2 separate regions of the Sus scrofa genome follow, and region 2 is linked to region 1. A link is a contact called in public Hi-C data. All regions are on one chromosome and are shown on one strand. The core of a region is the stretch at or near the end of the contact, and the rest is flanking DNA. Distances in the headings are between cores, read along the strand shown. Region 1 holds the start of ATN1 (atrophin-1). Region 2 holds the start of USP5 (ubiquitin carboxyl-terminal hydrolase 5).

Region 1 (2,700 bases), core at 87-2,586:
CTGTCCTCCTACAGCACCCTCAGGGAAGGGAGCTTAAGAGTACCTACCCCGGCAGAAAAAAAGTCTACGCACAAAGGGAAATCTCGGAGCACAAAACACTAATGAAGATCCACCCACCGCTTAAGGAAACCACAGCTAGAGGCGCAGGGGTGTTCTGGGGGTTTGAGGGTGGGGGTCACGACTTGTTTGGTGTGCCTGTAAGATTGCCCAAATGCTCCCCTCTTTTTCCACCCTCCCGGAAACCCTTCCTCCCTAAACTCTCCCTTCAGTGTTCGCATCTTCCTCATCAGTTGCGGGAGGACCCACACTACCAGGCCCTAGCGTGCCCCTCTCCAAGAAGCACCTATGTCTGGGATTGCAAAAACAAGGTCAGAGGTGACCTGGAGTAGAGGAAAGAAAATTGAGTCACAAAGGCATCGCCTTCCCACTTCCACTCGGGAGCACCTCCCCTTCTTTTCAAGGGTGGCCCTCTCCTCGGCCATCTCTGAGCCCCCCTCAGTTCCATTCTCCTCCCTCATCAGCTACAATCCCTCTCTTTCCACCTACCACACCCCTTCCCCATTTCCCACCTCCCTTCTATACCTAGCACCCCGAACCCCAGGATCTGAAACCGGGTTCTGGGCCTTTGAGGCTTTTCCTGGAGTCCTCCTGCCCCACCTCGTTGCCATCTCTCCATTCCTTTTTGCCTTCGCCCCGAGGCCCCCCTGACGGGCATCCCGGTTTTCCTGCGCCAACCCTCCACCTCGGGGGTTCCTCTTTAGGTCCCGGGATTCTGGCCACACTCCCGCCCCACCAGCCCTCCTCCTGTGACTCTCCCACCTCCCCCCACCTTCCTGATCCTCCGGGCGTCCAGGCCCCCATCCCTCCTCCGGGGCCGGCCCCACCCCCTGAGCCCCCAGTCTCAGGCCAGCCAGGGCCCGCAGTAGGGGACCAGATCGGGGAAAAATAACAAATGGAGGCGGCGGCGGCGGCGGCGGCAGGAGGGGGAACTGGGAGGGGTGGGGGTGGGGAGCCGCGGGCCAGAACCCGGGCGAGCGCAAGGCCCGGGCGGCAGCAGATCTTACCTGTTTGTAGCTCGGGACGGCTGGCTGGCTCCGAACGGGATTTGGGGCTCCGGCGCCTCTGGGGGCGGCGGCGGCCGCTCCCCCGCCCCCCTCTCTTTCCGGCTTCAGTCGCCGCCGCGACGGCGGCGGCGGCGGCCCCGACCCCCCCGGAGGGCGGCCCCCATCTTCCCTCTTCCCCCACCTGGCCCCGATCGCCCGCCGGCCCCCGAAGCAAATCCCAGTCCCCGCTCTAGTTCTGCCCCTCCCCAGGCCCGCCGCCTACCCCGGCTGCCCAGAACGTCCGGGCCGCGCCGCCCGTCCGCCCCCGCGGCCAGGCCGGCCCTCCGCGCGGCTCCGACCCGCTGCCTCCCGCCAGCCGCCCGCGCCCGCCCCGCGCAGCCCGCACTTGCGCGATCCCCGGCCCCCTAGGCGGCCTCCGCCCGCGGCCCCCGCCCCTTCCCGGGCGGTCTTCTCCCTCGCCCCCTCCTGGCTCCTCCCTGAGGCCGGCGGTCCCCCTGAAACGGGTCCCGGCCCGAGGCCCCGGCCCGACGCGGGGCTGCGGGCGGGCGGGCTGGGCGGCGCGTCCGGCGACTCGCACAGGAAAGCGGACGGCGAAGGGAGGGAGCCTGGGAGAGGGGGATGGGAGAAGGGAGGAAGAGGGAGAAGGAGGGAGCGCGGAGGAACGGAGGAGAGAGGGGCAGGGAGGGAGCCGCGAGGGAGGGAGCGCGAGGCGAGCGGCGAGGAGGGGCGGAGAGGGGGATCGGAAAGGGGGAGGCGCCGCGCGAGTTGGCCAAGACCGAGGCCGAGGGGGCCGGGGCGCGGGGAGGGGTTCGCCGTGGCGGAATGCGGGGAGCCCGCGGGCCTGGCGCGGGAGCGGGCTGGGTAGGAGGAGCCGTGGGTTGTAGGGGCAGAGATGGGGGAGGCTGGAGAAGTTTGGGGGCCCAGGGCTGTGTGGCAGAGGCAAGGGGGGAGGTTGTGGGTATGTAGCAGAGATGGGGTAATGGGGTTAGGTTGGGGCGAGACAGAGCTTCCTGGGGACAATGAGATGTGTGACAGGGGAGGTGAAAGAAGCTTGGGGTGATAGTGTCTGGCAGACACCTAGCGTAGCAGGAAAGGTTTGGGAGGCAATCGTGCAAAGGGGCTGGAAGTTTGGGGGTCATAAGGAGGGGAAGATATTGAAAAGATGGAGACATATACAGGAGAACGGGATTTCTGGAGGAGAGTGAAGAGTTTGGGGGTGACTGGTGTTGACAAAGGGATGGGGAAGGTAAGAAGTTGGGGGAATGACAAACCTAGTGATGTCATGGGGAAAGAGAAAGCAAAGCTAGAAGAACCTTAAGAAAGGATGAAGGAGGTGGGGCCAGGTGCATATTCGAGGAGGACTGGGTTCTGGGTGGGAAGAGAAAGTGGGGGACAGGGACGGCTGGGTTCTGGGGGTGGGGGGTTCCAAAAGAGTGGAGAAGGGTGTCTGTGGGCAAGACAGGGTGGACAGAATGGGGCCAAAGTGGAGGGGGGTGTAAAGAAGATTAGGAGGAAATGTAAGCTAGACTAGCCCTTTGGTGACAAGACGGAGGAAGGGAGGTCCATGCCGGGAAGGACCTGCTAGTGGAGATGGGAGGGGAAAGCCGAAGGAAACGGTAGAAATGGGGGAGGACAA
Region 2 (2,700 bases), core at 198-2,697, 63 kb after region 1:
TCTGCTCTGAGCAGTCCTCTTTTAGCTCTGCCAGAGCCAGACTTCAGAGAAGCAGCACATTGTCTGAGGCCCAGATCAAAGCCCAGCAAACCAAGCAACCCACAAATCACAGTGATGATCCTGAACTGGGCCTTAGGTCACGCTGCTCTGCTCAGCACTGGCGATGTATTAACGAAGCCTTTCCACTCTGACTTGCAGTTTTCCAGGCCATGAGCTGGTCTGGCTGAACACCCTGGGCAGGGCCCAGCAGCGGCTTGAGGGAGGGGTGGTGAGGGGGGCGGATCCCAATCGGACTCCTACCCAGCTGGCGGCCCAAGGGTGACACAGGAAGGCAGAACTGCAGGAAGGGAGGTACTGGGTGGAGCCTGCAAAACGTAAAGCATGGTGTGGGTGGCTGCTTTGTCTAACTAGTCAAGAGTGGGAGCAGGATGGGAAAGGGGCCTTAGTATCTCCCACGAAAGAAACCATCTCTCTGGGAATACTTTCAAAGGGGTTCCCTCCGCTCTATGTGATGGGCAGGGGAAAGGGGCGGGGTGGGCCGTGGCCATAATTCACCTCCAAGGAGAAACGACTAGAGCTTTCCTCTCCTCTTTCCTCCCCTCCGTACCACCAATGACCCACCTCCCCGCCCTCTGTCCGTATTAACCATGGGTGGAGGCTCTCTAACTCGGCCTTTCTCAAAACAAGCCTTCTTCATGGCCACTTCTAAACTACCAGACGCCTGGGAGCTGCAGTCCCCCCCCTCATACCCCAACCCGGGCCCAAAACAGCGGGGGGTCGCCCCATCCCTCCTAAACGAGACTACAAAATCCAGAGAGCCATGCGCGACGGGCAAGGCCAACTCCCAGGCTTTCCGCAGGAGTCCACGTGGGAGATGTAGTCCGCCGACCGGGTGGCGCCTTTAGCTTAGAATGACAATGACGGGAGTGAGGGACTACAATACCCACAGTGCTCCCCGAGACCGGGGGCGGATGAAGCGGGCGCGGTGGCTTCCGGGGATAGTAGTCACACGACAGCTCCCGCGAATCCAAAGCAACGGCAAGAGTAGCGTGAGAGACTACAAGTCCCAGGGTGCACCGCAGGGAGGCGGTGGTCCAAGCCTTGCAGGCCCCGGCAGAATGACCAGGGCAATGGAGGGGAAGTCGTGCTCGCTGCGGGCGTGGGGAATGGGCTTACCGGTGTGTCGAAGGAGAAGGCGCATTCGTCTTTGTGGACCCGGTCTCCAGCCTTGGGGACCCGGATCGTCGGTAATACTGACAGCAGCGCCTCCTCACTCAGCTCCGCCATGACACCGGCAGCAGCTCCTCCACACACCGCGGCTCCCACTTCTAGTCCCCCACCCCCTACCCCTCCGTCCAATGAGCACTACTCGTTAGGTGCATGCGCTGAAGGGAGGACGCGCGAGAATGGCAGTTGGACGGAGCCTGCCGGCTAGTGCTCCGCCCTCTGCCCGCCTCTCGACTAAAGCCAATGAAAAGCGCTTCTAATGCAATCGTTGGTCGAAAGAGCCAATCCCACACCTCCAAGGGCAGAGCGCATGTAGAGCAGCGAGGTGGGCTCCGGAGTTTTGGCTGCTGGGATTCTGGGACTTTGCGTGCCTTCTTTTGAAGAGCAGAAACTGACAGTTGTTTAAACCCGTCCATTCCAGAAACCTTCTTTTGGATTTGTCCAATTCGAAAATAGACGAGCAGACAAGTATTCTTGGTATTTGAAAGGGGGCTGTCCAATGAGGCGGGGTTTGGGGATTAGTGCCGAGTGATTGCTAACTCTGCGGACCAATAAGGATTACTATCTTTAGGGCCTCAGAAAAATCTTCATAACTCCGTCTCCGACTGGATTATAACTGTAATAATTCCTGATCCTATTTTTTAATAAAATCATTTGATTTTGAAACTGGAGGTCTCAAAAGCGAAGACTGGCATTCCTCAAAATCTCACTACGGACTACTCGCAGCCCGATAAGGAACAAAAGTCCCCTTATCAAAGAGGCGTCACCCCTGGGTTGGGCCAGCCGCGGTCCCTCGGCCCCACGGTCTCTATGATAGACGTCCTCCCTACCCAATGGCTTCCTTCCCTGGAGGCGGGCCTCACATAGCGGACCTATAGGAGCCTGCGTCGGCTCAGCCAATAGGCTCAGGGTAGGGGCGTGGCGGGAAGTTTGAAACTCAGCTTCGGGAGTTGAGGATCAAGCTGCTTTGCACCCAAAGGTGGATTTGGGGCCTGGTAAGTGATTTGAATAAATTAGTGAAGAAGTTAGAGGGTCCAGCAGACTCGGAGACGCTGCCTTGTCAGCTTTATCAGCCGTTATCCCCGCAGGGACCTCTGGCCTGGCTACCAGACTGTTCCTCAGCGGGGAATGGGGAAGATCCGGTGGTCTGGGGTCAAAAGTCGAACGTGGTCGCAGTAAGGGCTAAGACCTGAGTCACTTCTCACAGGCATCCCCTCTTCGCCCGGGGCGGGCTCTGCCCCATCCTATTTCTCCTGCTTGAGATGGGCTCAGCCAAGAGCGTCCCAGTCACTCCAGCGCGGCCTCCGCCGCACAACAAGCTTCTGGCTCGAGTAGCGGACCCCCGTTCACCCAGCGCCGGCATCCAACGCACTCCCATCCAGGTACCCTGGGCCAGGGCGGGGGAGGCCGCGAAACTGAATTATTGGGCCTCTGCCTAACCTGATTTTGGAAGAGCTCTTACTCCCCCAACCC

The links. A called contact is a pair of places that touch in the nucleus more often than the background predicts.
Region 2: a contact with region 1 is called in a Hi-C map of heart right ventricle, with 2.3 times the contacts expected there. The contact joins the promoter of USP5 here to the promoter of ATN1 in region 1. A contact is called at or near these places in 4 of 5 promoter capture datasets (fetal liver, fetal skeletal muscle and liver), 12 of 47 Hi-C or Micro-C datasets (alveolar macrophages, brain, embryonic fibroblasts and 8 more) and 2 of 2 datasets of contacts at active chromatin or transcription factors (alveolar macrophages and skeletal muscle).

What each region holds. Positions count from the first base shown.
Region 1 is chr5:63,794,312-63,797,011 of Sscrofa11.1, forward strand. It overlaps ATN1 (atrophin-1), which reads right to left and starts at 1,337. Exons shown (of 10, transcript XM_003126540.5): 1 at 1,065-1,337. LOC110260590 reads left to right here. Exons shown (of 3, transcript XM_021091246.1): 2 at 762-922; 3 at 1,075-1,929. The coding sequence ends at 1,929.
Region 2 is chr5:63,857,388-63,860,087 of Sscrofa11.1, forward strand. USP5 (ubiquitin carboxyl-terminal hydrolase 5) reads right to left here and starts at 1,448. Exons shown (of 20, transcript XM_001925784.6): 1 at 1,177-1,448. The coding sequence starts at 1,287. CDCA3 (cell division cycle-associated protein 3) reads left to right here and starts at 1,518. Exons shown (of 6, transcript XM_013987400.2): 1 at 1,518-2,222; 2 at 2,435-2,609. The coding sequence starts at 2,490.